Linked DNA regions of Mus musculus: region 2 is linked to region 1. A link is a contact called in public HiChIP or PLAC-seq data. All regions are on one chromosome and are shown on one strand. Each heading gives the region's core, a stretch centred on a gene start, on an enhancer-like site or on the middle of the called end of the contact. The rest is flanking DNA. Distances are from core to core; before and after follow the strand shown.

The links. HiChIP or PLAC-seq counts read pairs in DNA pulled down with a chosen protein or histone mark.
Region 2: an H3K27ac HiChIP or PLAC-seq map of large pre-B cells shows a contact between it and region 1, with 3 times the contacts expected there. The contact joins the promoter of Tfam here to the promoter of Arid5b in region 1. A contact is called at or near these places in 1 of 39 promoter capture datasets (embryonic stem cells) and 1 of 115 datasets of contacts at active chromatin or transcription factors (large pre-B cells).

What each region holds. Positions count from the first base shown.
Region 1 is chr10:68,274,227-68,282,135 of GRCm38.p6, reverse strand. It overlaps Arid5b (AT rich interactive domain 5B (MRF1-like)), which reads left to right and starts at 3,410. Exons shown (of 10, transcript NM_023598.2): 1 at 3,410-3,446; 2 at 3,952-4,206. The coding sequence starts at 3,426.
Region 2 is chr10:71,234,043-71,241,951 of GRCm38.p6, reverse strand. It overlaps Tfam (transcription factor A, mitochondrial), which reads left to right and starts at 3,908. Exons shown (of 7, transcript NM_009360.4): 1 at 3,908-4,112; 2 at 4,921-5,036; 3 at 6,339-6,409; 4 at 6,938-7,087. The coding sequence starts at 4,012.

The sequences.
Region 1 (7,909 bases), core at 2,161-4,660:
TACAAGGGAAAAAAAGAAATATTGGTTCGTGTAAACATACACTGCTCTACCCTCCTCCTCCTCTTCTCAGACCCAGTCAGTCCCCACTACAAGCCTTTTTATAGATAAATAGAGCAGTTGCTTTCATGATTATAACTGTCTTGAATGGATTGTCTTCTTACAGCATTCAATCTGTTTATGAGTATTTACTTTACATTAGCCCAGGGACCCTGCGCTGCTGGAGTTTGCCTCTATTCCCCTGGGTGTCGGTGTCTCAAGTCTTACATCTGCTCTGTGATTGATGGAGCCTGAATCCACGTTATTACTCTCTCACAAGCAGAAATCAAACAGGCTATTAACTACATTACTTCAAAGAACTGTTTCAATACAATCTCCTTATCTTAATTGAAACTTTCTTTGTATGGATAGTTGCTACACAGATAATTTACAGGTGTCTATCAAACATCACATTAAAGAGGTAAGAACAGATTTTTTTTGAGGTGGGGGGGGCACTAACACAGTGATCTGTGATTTTAAAGGCCTTTCTCAGTATCGGATAGGCCATTGATTTAGTAGATTTATGATGTTCATGGGAGTGGGGTTCGAGGTACTGGAGGAAGAGGGGGAGAAATTCAGTTTGAAGGTTTAGCAGGGATCTGATTATAAAAATGCAAATATTCAGAAATATTCAGAGCTGGGTTTGGAAGACCTTATCAGGGAGATTAAAGCAGCGCAGCCTAGTGTAGTGCCTACCTTCAAGAGACATAGAAGAAGGGTTCTAATTAGGTGAAGTCATTTACAGACACTTAAAGACTACCCAAGTTGCTCAAATGCTGTGGAAAGCTGTGTGTTTTTTAAGAGAGGTTTAATACACAATCCAGGGATGCCCTCAGGCACTGTGTCGAGGTTTCCTGCATAAATGCAGCCGCCTTGGTCAGGCAGGAAACTGACTCATAGATGATCTCAAAGAAAAATCTTGTCAAAATACAGCAACTCAAGTTTTTTTAATATATCATCTTTTGAATTGAATGTATATATTTACACTAACAGGACAGAGGCTACCAGAAGCCCGAGGCAGCTCATGAATATTTTTTTTAAATATGTAAAATGCCCTTCAGTCAAATCCATTCATATGTTAAAAATGAACAAAATGGGTTATTCTAATCAAACGTCTGCAGCGTGCACCATAAAGTTAAAAAGAGAGGGCGAAAGGGCTGTAATTTCTCTCTCTAACCCATGTTTATGAAATGGTAAGATCAGATGAAATTTCAAGGAAGATAATTAAGGAGTGATGTGCAGGTCATAATTTGGCTAATGCAAAAGATGGAAGACTGTAAATTGGTACACTGTCCTCCCCCACGGTGCAGAGTTGGAATATTACTTTAAATTATTAAAATAGCTTTTCGACAGCTTCCAGAATACGGGCTTTTTGGCATGGGCTTTTATTACTTATTGTAATTGGAGGATCTGCCATTTTCTTTCGTTTATCTCTGTGTATATAGAAACAAGATACATCTTGCCTTTTTTATGACTTCTCCATGTTCTGAATCAAAAAAATGTGTTTTAGATAATGTTAAGCGCCCTAATTCTTACTGCAGCGGAGGCAGACGTTATGGAAAAAAAGCGTCAAAACACACACAGAGGGTCCTTCCACCGCCAGATCACCGAAGATGAGGCGTTTGTGCTCTGCTGGGTGTATTAACTTCAGCCATGTGAATATAATTTTCATTAAAGTAATCCTGTCTCAACTCGATGCTGCGGGTAGAGGTGAAACGTTGCGAAAGCGTTAAAAATAGCTTGCTAGTAATTTCAACATCCTGTAATTTTATCGCGGATCGAGTTTCAACTGTCGTACTATACAAACCTTATCCCCCATATAGTACATGTTTACTTTTTTAGCCTGCCAGACCCACTCTGGAAAGATTGGTGCCAATATAATAAAATCGCTGGGGGGTTGGGGAGGGGTGCTGGAAAGAGTGGGAGGAGAGCCGGGAAGGGGTGGAGGAAGCGAGTACACCATTTTACATCAATGCTGCGAAAATGCAAGCGAGCCAGGCGGAGGACCGGCAGCTGGGTCGCAGCGAGCGAGGGTTTTGCAGTCCCTGCCTGTTCCTTGTTCTGTGGCTCTTAAGTTTCTCTGTTTGCATAATAGCCGTGCATGCAAACCGCGCAATGCTCCAGGGCTCCAGAACAATAAATATACACATTTAAAACCTTTATTGTCTTACGTTGTGTTAACCACCCCCCACCTCCGTTTCCAACAGCTTAATTTCTGATGGTATTTAACTAGTTTGCAAATGGATTATTTTTTTCAGTTTCAAACTATTACCGAGAAAGCTCCCCCTCCCTTTTGGGAGGAGGGGGGCACGGGAAGGATTGGGGGTGGGGTAGAAGTCGGTATATTATTCCTGTAGCGCCGGGTTATATAAACACATTATCATTTGAGAGAGCCCTTGGCGTCCATCAGCATTGTAAACACGTACGAGTGTATATACTTCAAAATTAAAGAATGCACACGCAGAACCCAGAGCCCGAATTCATATTCCGAGCAGACTCGCGGCTCGCATGTATTGATTTATCATGCATGGTTTATTGTTCCTCTCCCTAAATGTAGTTGCTGTCCGTTCAATATTGTTGCAAAATCACGAGACGTGTGTGTACTGCTCACTTGTCTTTCTGCTCTTCTTCTTCCTTTTTTTCCCCCCTGCTGAGTATTTTTTTTTTGCGAAGCGAACAAATGCATTAATATTTATATGTTTATATAATCGATAACCCACTTTTCCCTTCCGTGTAAATAGGCATCAGAAGATAATTTAACAGATTAGTTCTCTCAAACATGGCAGTGAGGAAACGTAATTTAACTATCAAACAAATCTACATGTCTAATAACAGCAAATCTGCTAAGGAGCATTAGAAAGAGGAGCGGCGCCCCGGAATCTCTGCAGGAAATGTTCTTTATATTAGACATATACAAGCAGGTCCTGTCAGATGCACAACGCAGCTCGAGAGACTTGGTCTGCTCCAAAAATCTCAACCGACGTTACCCACAGACACGAGGAACTGAGAAGAGAAAGATACCCTCATTACTTGGTTTTAGGATGGGTTTCAATTTTTTTTTACATCTTCCTGTCTGCTTTTTGCCTTGATCCATTCTCTTCCCGCCGAGGTCGGACTTAGCCCTTCTCCCTATTTCGAATTTGATCAACCCATCTTTGGCAGCAAACCCACATCTTTTTTACAGGAGATGAAAATTGAGTCTTCGAGGAAATATTAGGATATATTTTCAATCATTTTGGTGCTGAGGGGGAGGCTAGAGCTTAGTTTTATATTGAGACATCACGCCGGCTGCAAGCAGAGAATGCTTTCCCCTGCCAGGACCTGATGCAATCCATTCAAGCCAACAAGTTTGGAGAGAATGTTGAGTTCAATCAATTCAGAACGTCGAGATGGAGCCCAACTCACTCCAGGTATTTCGCTCTCCTCCGCTCCTGCGGTCCCGGCGCCCCCCGGCACCCCCCAGCCCCCCAGCTCACCCACCCCCTCACACCCCCTCACACCCCCCACAAACTTTTTACCAAACTTTTACCCTCTGCATCCCCCCAAAATCATTTTTATTGTTTTTTTTAAAAATCCCTGCGCTGATCATACCTACATAATGTAATTTTATCGCCTCATATGGGGAACTGGGGAGGGGTGGTGGGGACCCGGAGGGCTTTTTTTTTCTTTTCTTTTCTTTCTTTCTTTCTTTTCTTTTCTTTTTCTTTCTTTCTTTTTTTTTTTTTAAGGGAGGCAGAAAATTAGTGGGTTTTGTAATATTTTTTCACCCAGCGTTCTATCTGTGGGCCGGTCTGTATTGAGAGTCTTGTGTGTTAATGTGCCTGGGAATAGATATTTGTGCTTGATGGCTACATTATTTACGTGGTGCTTTTTTTTTTCTCTCTCTCTCTCTCCCTCTCTCTCCCCCTCCTGCAGTGGGTCGGCTCACCGTGTGGCTTGCACGGACCTTATATTTTTTATAAGGCTTTTCAATTCCACCTTGAAGGCAAACCAAGAATCTTGTCCCTTGGCGACTTTTTCTTTGTAAGATGTACGCCAAAGGATCCGATTTGCATAGCGGAGCTCCAGCTGTTGTGGGAAGAAAGGACCAGCCGGCAACTTTTATCCAGCTCGAAACTTTATTTCCTCCCCGAAGACACTCCCCAGGGCAGAAATAGCGACCATGGCGAGGTGGTAAACCTATCTCTCCCTCTCTTCCTTCTTTATTATCTACCCCCCCCCTCCAGTAATGCGTATTATAAGGCAAGCTTGAAAATACTGTATTCAGTTCTGCGGTGAGCAGGATCCGCTCGTTTTTTAAAGGGGTAGCGCCACTAACTGGGGCTGGAGTATTTTACCATTGTCAGAGTTTGGCTGTCAGCTTTACAAAGACCGTCCAACTGCTGATTTTAGTCAAGATCAAATAACTTGTCAAGAAGGGTTTTGTTCCAGGGTGTGTGTGTGTGTGTGTGTGTGTGTGTGTGTGTGTGTGTGTGTGTTCGTTTAGCTACCTCTTCTTGAAGATTAATATCTCATGCTTTAATATACATATTTTAATGTACATATTTTTTGCTTTTTAATTTTTTTAATTTTTTTACTTCATGCCTGGCTCCTGGGCTGGGTAGCTTTCTTTTAGTGGGTTTTGATATTGTTCACGTTTTTTTTTTTTCTTTTAAGTATTTGATATGTTTAAGAGGGCGGAAATTACGAAACGGAGGCAGAATGAGATCAAAAGCAATTGAGTTGGCAAAGGCGTGTTGACTGAAGTGATAAATGACAGGTACTGGGATAATACATTCAAATAACTTGCGCATCTGCCCGGGCGGATTTCAAAGCGGTCGTGTAACCGGCACAAACACGTTCGGCATTAAGAACTATCTCGCGCCCACTCCCCCTCCTCCCGGAGCCATTTGATGTTCTGGTTTCCAGTGACTCCACGCGAAGTGGACGTCTTCCAGTAGGGTGTGGGGCTGGGTGCAGGGGCCTCTGCGGTGAGGTGCGAGTCTGTGCGCGGGATGGACGCGGGGAGGACCCTGCGGCGCCGCCACCAGGCCACCTCCCTCGGGCTCTGTCACTGCGGGTGTGACCGCACCTCTATGGGCTCCCCGGGTCCGAGGGCCGAGCTTGGTGGAGTGATCGTTACCCCCCTACACACACACACTCACACACACACACACACACACACACACACACACACACACACACACACACACACGGGAACTATTTTGGGGAGTCTGCGCCCAGGGCGCGGTGGGAGGGAGGGCGCACGGCCCCCTGGCCAGGCTTTGTGTCTCCCGAGACAGAGCAGGGTGATCAGACTGAGACTTTTGAGGGCAGCTAGCTCGGCGCCAGGCTCGCGAGCTTTCGAGGTAGGTCTGTTGTTAAATGAATGGTTCGGTGCTGAACTCCTCCGGGGCCCTGGAGCTGCCAGCCCAGGCAGAAATTCCTGGAGCTGATGGAGTTGATTGCACTTTTGGCCTTGCTAGCTCACTCCCTCTCCCCCGGATCGAATTACCCCTCAGTGGTCCGCGGCTGGTTAATTAAGGGAGTTCGTCAGAACCTCGGCCCAGGAATCTGCCTTTTCGGAAATAAGCTCCGCCCTCCTCCCGGCACACACCCCTCCCCCGCCCTCCCCGAAAAGCCTAGGGTGTAAGCATTCGGCTTTCCGGGCTCCGCCTGCAGCCTGACTAAGGTGGTGTGTGGATGCAGAGTGGGACCCCTGCAGCCCACCAACAGGTTGAGCGCCTTCCTCCCCACCCCCCTGGGCTCAAGCCCCTCCCCCGACCCAACTTTGCTGCGCAGCTGTCTTCCTTCTCTCCCTCCCCCTTCCTGATTTCTTATTATTTGCTTTTCAAATTTATTACTTCAACATGGCCTGTGATCTGGAGAAGGGAAGGATTAAATATCCAGAAAAGAGCTGGTGCCTAACAGACTTCGGACTAAACCCAGGAGGAAATCATTCAGTGTTTTATGGGATATTTGTGGTCACTCTTTTTTTTTTTAATTGAAATTGGAATATTTGTTTAAAAGACCCCGAGTTGACCCCACTAGGTCCTCTTTAATTTCTGTTGATGTAACTAAACGGCAAATTCTGATTTAAGAATAAAATCCACAGACGATCCCATCTGTCTGTCAGAACTGTTGACAATGAATAGATACGTTTTTTAAACACACGATCTCTTTTTAATTGTTCCTTATGGGGAGTTGTAATGATCTAGGCATTTCGTATCTACTGTATGAGCCATACCTCAGAAAATTAATCTTGCCATTTAAAAGTAAACTCTAGGGGGTTTGTGGAGAGAGGGCGGCTCTATTTATAATCCTCAGCTGCTTATACATAGTCTAATATTATGCATGATTTGTTTTTTAATGTTAACACGGCTGGTAATTAGCTGTATGATTATACTTGTATATTTCATTAGGACTTCGGCTGATGTCATTGTGAGTTATTCAGCCATATTAAAACAATTTTCAATTGAGATAATGACACGCCTCAAAATTATGCAAATGGAAGCTGCATTGTGCAAAATAATTATGACAAATGGAAAGCAGGTAGAAAGTTTCCCGGTGCAGGATCGGTTTTCCACCCGGGTGATGTCATTTCCCCCCTGGCCTAAGTCAGACGTTAGCAGAACAGCAGCAGCCAGGCTCCTGGGGAGGAGAGTCACAGACCAGCATTTACTGCAGGCGCCTTGAGGGGGCAACAGGGCCTCTCATTAAGAAATTTGCTTTGTTTTCGCCTACTCGATTAACTTGTTTATATACATTGAAATGGTTTTTATTATTGATTTTAAATAGTTTTGAGGGATGCCTTTGCCGTTGCTAAATGCAGGGGAATGTTTTCTTGGTGTTCAAGAACATTTCATCAGCCAGCAGAGTTTATTTTAAGTAACCAAATGGAGGTTAATAATTTCCTGATTGAGCTGACATCGGCACCTATCTGGGAAGGACGACCAGGATTCTGGGTACTCTCTATTGAAAAGAGACGTTCTGCCTTTTTCTGATTTCTTGAAATGGGAAGACGTCAGTTCTAAAAGCAGGAACATGATCATTGTGCGAGTTTAGAAATAGCGTCCCTGTGTGGTTCGCTGTGATTTGCAGCAGATTTTTTTTTTTTAATTCCACATGGATCTTTGCAGTCAATGCAGGAGACTGGGTGGTACAGGATTGTGCCTACCCATTTTATAGATGGGGACAAGAACATGCCAAAGTCATGTTGCCTGTCAAGTGTGGCCAGTGTCACCCAGTCCTTCCTAAACTTTCAGCTTGCCTCCTTCAGTAAAAATCTATTACTGAAATATGAAAACACATCATAGTAGATTCTAGAAGCATGCACCATTAAAGGCAGTCCCTTGATCATTTTCAAACGAGGCTACTCAATCAACTCCCAAAGGAGATATTCAGGGTTAGAAGATTTTATTCTATGTAGTTCAAATAATCCTAACTGAAGCTATAGAGCAAAAATATTTTCATAGTTATTAATAATTAGCTATCGATTGGTTTCCAGGGTGATGGTGACATCAGACATTGCCAGTGCTGGTAACCTGAAGTGAGGAAAGGCACTTGCAAAAGAGGTACACTGGAGGCTGAGGTGGCTCAGTGGATGAAGCATCTACTGGGCAAGCATAAGGAACAGAGTTCAAATCCTCAGAGCCTCATAAACTGGAAGCAGGAACCCTAGCTTGAGATAGTACGCAGCAGTGAACAGCACCTTAGACAAGGTAGATGTTAAGAACTAACCCTTGAGGTTGTCTCTTGGTTTCCACAAGCATGCTGTGGTGCACTAGTATGCCATACATCCAAATGCACCTCTCTCTCTCTCTCTCTCTCTCTCTCTCTCTCTCTCTCTCTCTCTCTCTCTCTCTCTCTTTCTCTCTCCCTCTCACACTCACAC
Region 2 (7,909 bases), core at 2,659-5,158, 3.0 Mb before region 1:
GCTTACTGAGCCATCTCCATAACTCCATGGACTCACTTTCTGGTCCTTCTTTTCTATTTCTACAAAGACAGATCTCTAATTTAATGAGGTACCTAAAGGCCTGGAGGCTTAGCCAATAAACTCCCCTTCCGAGACAATCCTCCCTGCAAAAGGTATTTAACCTCAGGCCCGCCCTGAGAAACTGAGTGCATTTTTTACCACTTGGGAATAAGTGATTTTCCAGGATGTTTCTGGCTATAACATCAATGAGGATGTATACTGGAAGGTAGATCCACCCGACCTCAGCAGCATCCATCCATCCTCCTCCTCATCTGTCCCTCCTCAGCAGCATCCACCCCTCATTATCATCATCATCCATCCATTCTCCTTAGCAGCATCCAACCCTCCTCAGCAGCACCCATCCCTCCTCAGCAGCATCCATCTCTCCTCAGTATCATCCATCCCTCCTCAGCAGCACCCATCCCTCCTCAGCAGCATCCATCTCTCCTCAGCAGCACCCATTCCTCATCATCATCCATCCCTCCTCAGCAGCATCCATCCACATCATCATCATCCATCCATCTTCCTTAGCATCATCCATCTCCTCAGTATCATCCATCCCTCCTCAGTATCATCCATCCCTCCTCAGCAGCACCCATCCCTCATCATCATCCATCCATCCCTCATCATCATCCATCCATCACTCCTCAGCAGCATCCATCTCTCCTCAGCAGCACCCATCCCTCATCATCATCCATCCATCCCTCCTCAGCAGCATCCATCCCTCCTCAGCAGCATCCATCACTCCTCAGCAGCATCCATCTCTCCTCAGTATCATCCATCCCTCCTCAGCAGCATCCATCTCTCCTCAGCAGCACCATCCCTCATCATCATCCATCCATCCCTCCTCAGCAGCATCCATCCCTCCTCAGCAGCATCCATCCCTCCTCAGCAGCATCCATCACTCCTCAGCAGCACCCATCTCTCCTCAGTATCATCCATCCCTCTTCAGCATCATCCATCCCTCCTCAGCAGCATCCATCTCTCCTCAGCAGCACCCATCCCTCATCATCATCCACCCATCCCTCCTCAGCAGCATCCATCCCTCCTCAGCAGCACCCATTCCTCCTCAGCAGCACCCATTCCTCATCATCATCCATCCATCCTCCTCAGCAGCATCCATCCCTCCTCAGCAGCACCCATTCCTCATCATCATCCATCTATCCTCCTCAGCAGCATCCATCCCTCCTCAGCAGCATCCATCCCTCCTCAGCAGCATCCATCCCTCCTCAGCTGCATCCATCCCTCCTCAGCAGCATCCATCCCTCCTCAGTTGCATCCATCCCTCCTCAGCTGCATCTATCCCTCCTCAGCAGCACCCATCCCTCCTCAGCAGCATTCCTCCTCAGCTGCATCTATCCCTCCTCAGCAGCATCCATCCCTCCTCAGCAGCATTCCTCCTCAGCAGTGGGTTATCGAGTGGCGTATCAATAAGGAGATTCTACAATGAACAGGAATTTATTGACTTGGATGAGGGAAGTAGGAAACATCAATAGAGTGCAAAAACCATTACTTTTGTTCACAGAATTTTAAAACTTGGGTTTCAGTAAGACATCATGGTAGAGATGTCCTAAGGCAACGACTCTAAAAGGATTGTGATCCGTATTAAAATACAGGGACCATGCAGCATTGGCACTCAGTGGGGTCTGGAGATGAAATGAGAGATCTGGGTTACATAGAATACATAAGCCATGAGGCTATGACAGACAGAATTATGGGCATAGAGGACAGAATCTGGGGAAAGGCTGTGTTGTGCTAAGCTTTATTTATTTATTTATTTATTTATTTATTTACTTACTTATTTATTTATTTAGTAGCTGCAAATGCAGACAGTTAAAGAATGCATCTACAATAAAAACATTACAAGGATATATTCTACTTGATTTATAATGGCAAATTATTTTAGAAATCTCTCGACAGGGGGTTAAGGAGAAATTATGTCTTATGCAGACTTCCATTTTAGGAAGACGCTATAATTTCTAATTGCTCGGTGCCTGGACTTACAGGAAAATGTGTTTTTACATCTGTTTGGATACACTCCAAGGGCAAACCAAACACAAAGGATCTTGTTGCTGTTGTGACAGGAGGTTTGAAAGGACGAGCTGGAAGTCCCCTTTACCCTCAAGAGAGAATGAAATGAAACCGGAAGTGATGGTAAACTGGGCTTAGAAGGAGTGGGTTTAGAGGAGTGGGTGTGGTCCTCTGTCTCTTGAAGGAGACAATGTTTTAAAGCTGCAGAAAGGAAGTAGACTCTCAGCTCAGTGTTACACTAGTAAGATTTTGCTTTCTTTTCAGAAAAAAAAAAAAGTACAGGTAGGCAGCAGAAGAGGCTGTTGTTGTTAGGTATATTCTCACCATGCTAACTCTGGCCGACCTGGAACTTGTATATAGAGCAAACTCTCAATCACAGATCTCTACCCACTTCTTACCTCCAGAGTGATTGGAGTGAAAGCATTCACCTCTGAGCCTGATGGATGACATAGTTATTTTTAAATGTTATTTATTTATTTTACCTTTGAAACAAAGTCTCTAGCCTGACTGACCTGGAATTTACTTTGTAGGCAAGGATAACCCTGCACTTGTGGTCCTGCCTCAGCTTCCCAAGTTCTGGAACTAGAGGCTTAAGACACCATGCCTGCTCTATGTGAGGATCCTGGCTTATGGGGGGGATCTAAGCCAACGGCTTTCTGTGCATCCTGGCAGGCATCCCTACCAGTTAAGCCACATTCCCAGACCTTAAGCAACATATTTTAACAGATTGAAGCCCTTGACCATTTTTAGATCTTCCTAATCTTTTCCATGCCATTGAATTAAAAAAAAAAAAAAAACCAACCAAACAAACAAAAATTGAGTTTTTTGTAGGACACAAACTGTACACTACCTCAAGTCCATCCTGGTCCCACAATTTCAGTGGTTTGGCTGGCTAAGCTCATCTAGTCCACGTGATCTGCAAAGTGGGAAACAATATTCAGGGCTCTGGCATGCCCTGCTCAGGTATTAATATAAGAATATTTTTGCTATCGCTTCTCAGCCTTTTGGAGAAGATCAAGTGAAGAATATTCTTGCTTTGTTGCTATTATGAGGGCTAGTTGTTTGGGTTTTTGTTTTGAGGCAGGGTCTCATGTAGTTTTGAACTTGCTATGTAGCAGGGGATGAATTTGAATGCCTGCCTCCGCCTCCCAAGGGCTGGGATTACAGGCCTGCACCATCAAGCTGGGTTCAGTTTATTAATTTTTTTTTCGTGACACATTTCCTTTTGTGTACATGTTTGTGTGTGTGTGTATGTCAAAGTCAGAGGGCAACTTGTTTGAGTTGGTTCTCTCTTTTAATCATGTAGGTCTTGGGGATAGAACTCAGCTTGCCAGGCTCTGGGCCATCTTGGGAACCCTCATTCCTTTCTATTAATTGTTAAAGAGAAGATAAATAAGGCGATCCATTTCAAGACCACTCCTCCCTCTCTTCCACCCCTCCAGTAGCCTTGTGGGCTTTCCTGCGGACTCATGAAACATGCAGTTTGCTGTTGGGGCATCAGCAGTACCACGGATCTCTAACTTCAGTAGCCAGGCACTGTGACACAAGCCGCAGCACCAGCGTCACGAAGCTCAGTAGGCAGCCCAGGCCCATGGTCCAGCAACAGCACGCAGGCAGCCCAGGAGAACACATGGCAGGGGCCTGGGGGTAAGCCGCCGCTCAGCAACACCCACCTTAGACCAGGCCCACCCTCCCTAGCCTCAGGCTCCGCCCCCTCCTCGGCCCGGCCCCGCCCACTGAGCGGTGGGGGACGCACAGCACCTCCTGTCCTCCCCGCCTCCTGCCGCGGACCGGAAGTCCGGGCTTCCCACAGTACCCCGCGCGCGGCGGGCATGATAACAAGCCCCCGGAGTTCCCACGCTGGTAGTGTGGCAGTCCATAGGCACCGTATTGCGTGAGACGAACCGGACGGCGCCGGGCCATCATTCGTCGGCCCGAGCGATGGCGCTGTTCCGGGGAATGTGGAGCGTGCTAAAAGCACTGGGGCGCACGGGGGTCGAGATGTGCGCGGGCTGCGGGGGTCGCATCCCCTCGTCTATCAGGTAGGCCGCGGGCGAGGGACGCCGTTCGTTCAGGCGTCCGTCTGCCCTCGTCCCACCCTCGTCCTCCGGGCCGCCTGGGGTCTCGCGCCTTTTGGTACCCGACCCCACTTCCTGTCACCTTCTACCTTTCGGCGCCTAGGGCGCTCTCCTTCTGCCTTGGAGGCGGGCCCTGAAGTTGTGGCGCGGAACGCTCGCCCGGACGCTGCCAGGAGGTCACCCAGGATGCCACGACTTGTTTTAGCCCTGCAGGCCCCTCTTTGGTTTGGCTAGGTCACCCATGATGCTAGGACTTGCTTCACCCCTCTTTGGTTTGGCTAGGTCACCCAAACCTGCCCTGTTTGCAAGCCTCAGCCCTGCAACCTCTTTTATTTTTTTGCTTAGGGTAGGTTGTTAAAGTAAGTCGGTTATGGAGCTTATACAGCTGAAGCCCCTTGCGTTTAATTGAATTCTTAGCACAGCAGAGGGAAGGGAAATGCACTCAAAGGTTATTACGATTATATATTTTTTTGGTTGATTGGTTGACTTTTTTTTTTTTTTTAATTTAAAAGATTGGGTCTCTCTGCATAGCCCTGGCTGTCCTAGAACTCCTTTTGTAGACTAGGCTGTCATTGACTTAACAGAGATCCACCTGCTCTGCCACTAGAATGTTGGGATTAAAGGCCTGTGCCACAACTGCTGGGCTAGTTATTAGCATTTTAGGTGGAGGTGTTGGATGTACAGCACCTTGGCTGACTTTGTACTTAGAATCTGAGATCTGTGTATGACTGTTACACGTATCTGACATTCCGTTCTTTTTACTTGTGTGTAGTCTTGTCTGTATTCCGAAGTGTTTTTCCAGCATGGGTAGCTATCCAAAGAAACCTATGAGTTCATACCTTCGATTTTCCACAGAACAGCTACCCAAATTTAAAGCTAAACACCCAGGTAAGGAGTTTGGGGCTTATGATCTTCTCTGATATGATTTTTTTTTTAATTGCAATCTTTGATTTGCATTACCAGAGCATCTAGTACAGTCATTTTCTTTGGTAGTCTGTATAAGTTTTTTTTTAACTAATAGAAGTTCTTTAAATATAAATGAGAAAAATAGTTTTAAAATAAGATGTAGAGGGCAGGAGAGATGGCTCAGTGGATAAGAGCACTGACTCTTCCAGAGGTCCTGAGTTCAGTTCCCAGCAACCACATGGTGGCTCACAACCATCTGTAATGGGATCCTATGCCCTCTTCTGGTGTGTCTGGAGACGGCCACTGTGTACTCATATACATAAAATGAGTAAATCTTAAAAAAAAAAACCAAAAAAACCAAAAAACCAAAAGCATGTAGAGTGAAGAGCACTGTAGAGAAAAGAGATAAAGTTGAGGCCTAGTTGTCCTGGGCAGTTGCTTGTTTGTAATGTCTAAGGTGCAATAAAATAACTTATCGGGAAGTGTTCTATATAATACAATAATGGTCTGTATAAATCATTAACTTAACTGGAAATTATCTAAGCTCCTGAAGGTGGGAAAAAGATCTACAACTAGAAAAGTTTTCCAGGAAGCCTAAGAAAGGGTTGTAGGGCCTTCATTTGATTATACGGTGTAAAGGTAGTAGCTGATTAATAAGTCAGTCCTTAGGATTTCCAAAGTTCTTTTACTTCCAGTACCTCGAAGGATGCTAGTGGAAATCAGACTGAAATTCTTACCTTGTAGATAGGAGATGAAGAGACATGCTTATAGGAATTCCCCTGTCTTCTCAAATGGAAGACTTGGCACTAACACATGGTTGATGAAGCAGCTGTATCCTCAGTTAAGAATGAGGGAGAAATGGAGATGGGTGGATTATTTTTTACAGCAGTGTTATATCTGAATGGTACTTCTGTAATTGGAGTGCGAAGTGCTATTGTGTGAGCAGCACATGTTTGTGGTTTGTTTGGGTTTTACTAACAGTAAAGACATGACAGAATATTTGAATTAAAATGCAGACATCCTGAACTTGAAGCAGGTGCTTCCCCAAGTGCTTATTTTACTCTAGCAGTGGGTTTCCAAGGACTGGTTTTGGTAATCTACAACATACTCCTTAAAGCTAATATCAGTTTTCTAGCATTTCCTGATAAAATTATATTTGTATGGTGTAGAGATGCATGTAATTAGTCTGCCTTTAGAGCCACTAGGCTATTTTCAAAAGGTTGTAGAAGTTAACCTCTAAGAAATAAAATTGAGACATCCATTTTTAATCCATTCTATTTGTAGATGCAAAACTTTCAGAATTGGTTAGGAAAATTGCAGCCCTGTGGAGGGAGCTACCAGAAGCAGAAAAAAAGGTAAGCGTTCCTGTTGTCAGCTTCCTGACAGTTGTGTAGATAGGGTGTGTGTTTGCTCAGTGGACAGGCAGGGTTTCTGCATGTGCTCATAGCTTGCTAGCTGAGTGGGCTGATTGGCCAGCAAGCTCCAGGGGCCCACCCGTGTCTGCCCCTCCCCGCCCCCCATTATGAGGGTCTTAGACCCTGAGCATTCGCAGGCCTTTACTCACTGAGCCATCTTCTCAGTATCACCTCCCCTCTTAGCGGTCCTGTCCACACAGGTAATCTCTCCTTTTTGTTTCGTAAGTGATGATTTGGATGGGCAGAGTGCAGGTGAGTGGTTGACAGTGGTCAGGAATGAAGGCCAGTTGCTGTCCTCGCATCTTGATTATTAGCAAGCAGTGAAAAAATACATCTGAGAGCACATCTGTCTTCGCCTGGCTGGTCATCTCCCTTTATCTGAGTCCAGTTGTCCTTCCCTGACATGTGATGGGTTGAGCTCGCCCGCAGCACCAGTTCATTGATTTTGATTTGAGGTTTTCATCACAGGTTTATGAAGCTGATTTTAAAGCTGAGTGGAAAGCATACAAAGAAGCTGTGAGCAAGTATAAAGAGCAGCTAACTCCAAGTCAGCTGATGGGTATGGAGAAGGAGGCCCGGCAGAGACGGTTAAAAAAGAAAGCACTGGTAAAGAGAAGAGTGAGTATCACCGAGACACTGCCGGGGAGAAGAGTCAGCATGGCCGAGAGTCCGGGCCAGTTCCCCTGTGTCAGACCTCGGTTAGGCCAGACCTTCCAGAGGGACGGTCATGTTTGATTGTCTGGAGGGGATCAGGATTTTAAAGGTCCTAATTCCTTCATTAGCACATCAGAGGAAAAATGTCACTTACCTTGAGATAGATAGGATCATATTTTCTTCTAAAGAAATAACTATTAAAACATCTGCATTGTTAACTTTTTTTTATTTTTCAACTCGTGTTAATTTTACTTCAAGGCCACTGTTTGATTTCATTCAGGCTACATTTTTCTTTAGGAATTCTCTTACAGTTTCTGTGTCAAACCCATGCAGATAAGACCTTAGACATTTAATACCCTTGGTCTCCTAATGCCTCCTGGATCCCCCTCCCATTTATTTTTTAAGTAAGTGTGTGTGTGTGTGTGTGTGTGTGTGTGTGCGCGCGCGCGCGATGGGGGCAGGGGTACCAGTGTGGAGCTCAGAGGATAATTTTGTGGAGTTCATTCTGTCCTTTGACCCTTGCTGGGGTTATGCAATACAGACCTTTATTTGCTGTGCCATCTCACCTAAGTACTTTGTCAATTCAGACACTGCTATGACTCTCTCCAAGTACAGAAAATAGATAGGAAAGTGCAGTGTAGTGTGTATCACAGTACATATGGGACCTGTCATAAGAGATGCTCTTTGCCCGTCCCATAGTTCCCCTTCTTGGTAGCTGGCAGGAGTCGAACACATCTTTTAAATTTTAAATGCTTGAGCCATGCAAGGGAGGAATGAGATAAGGTT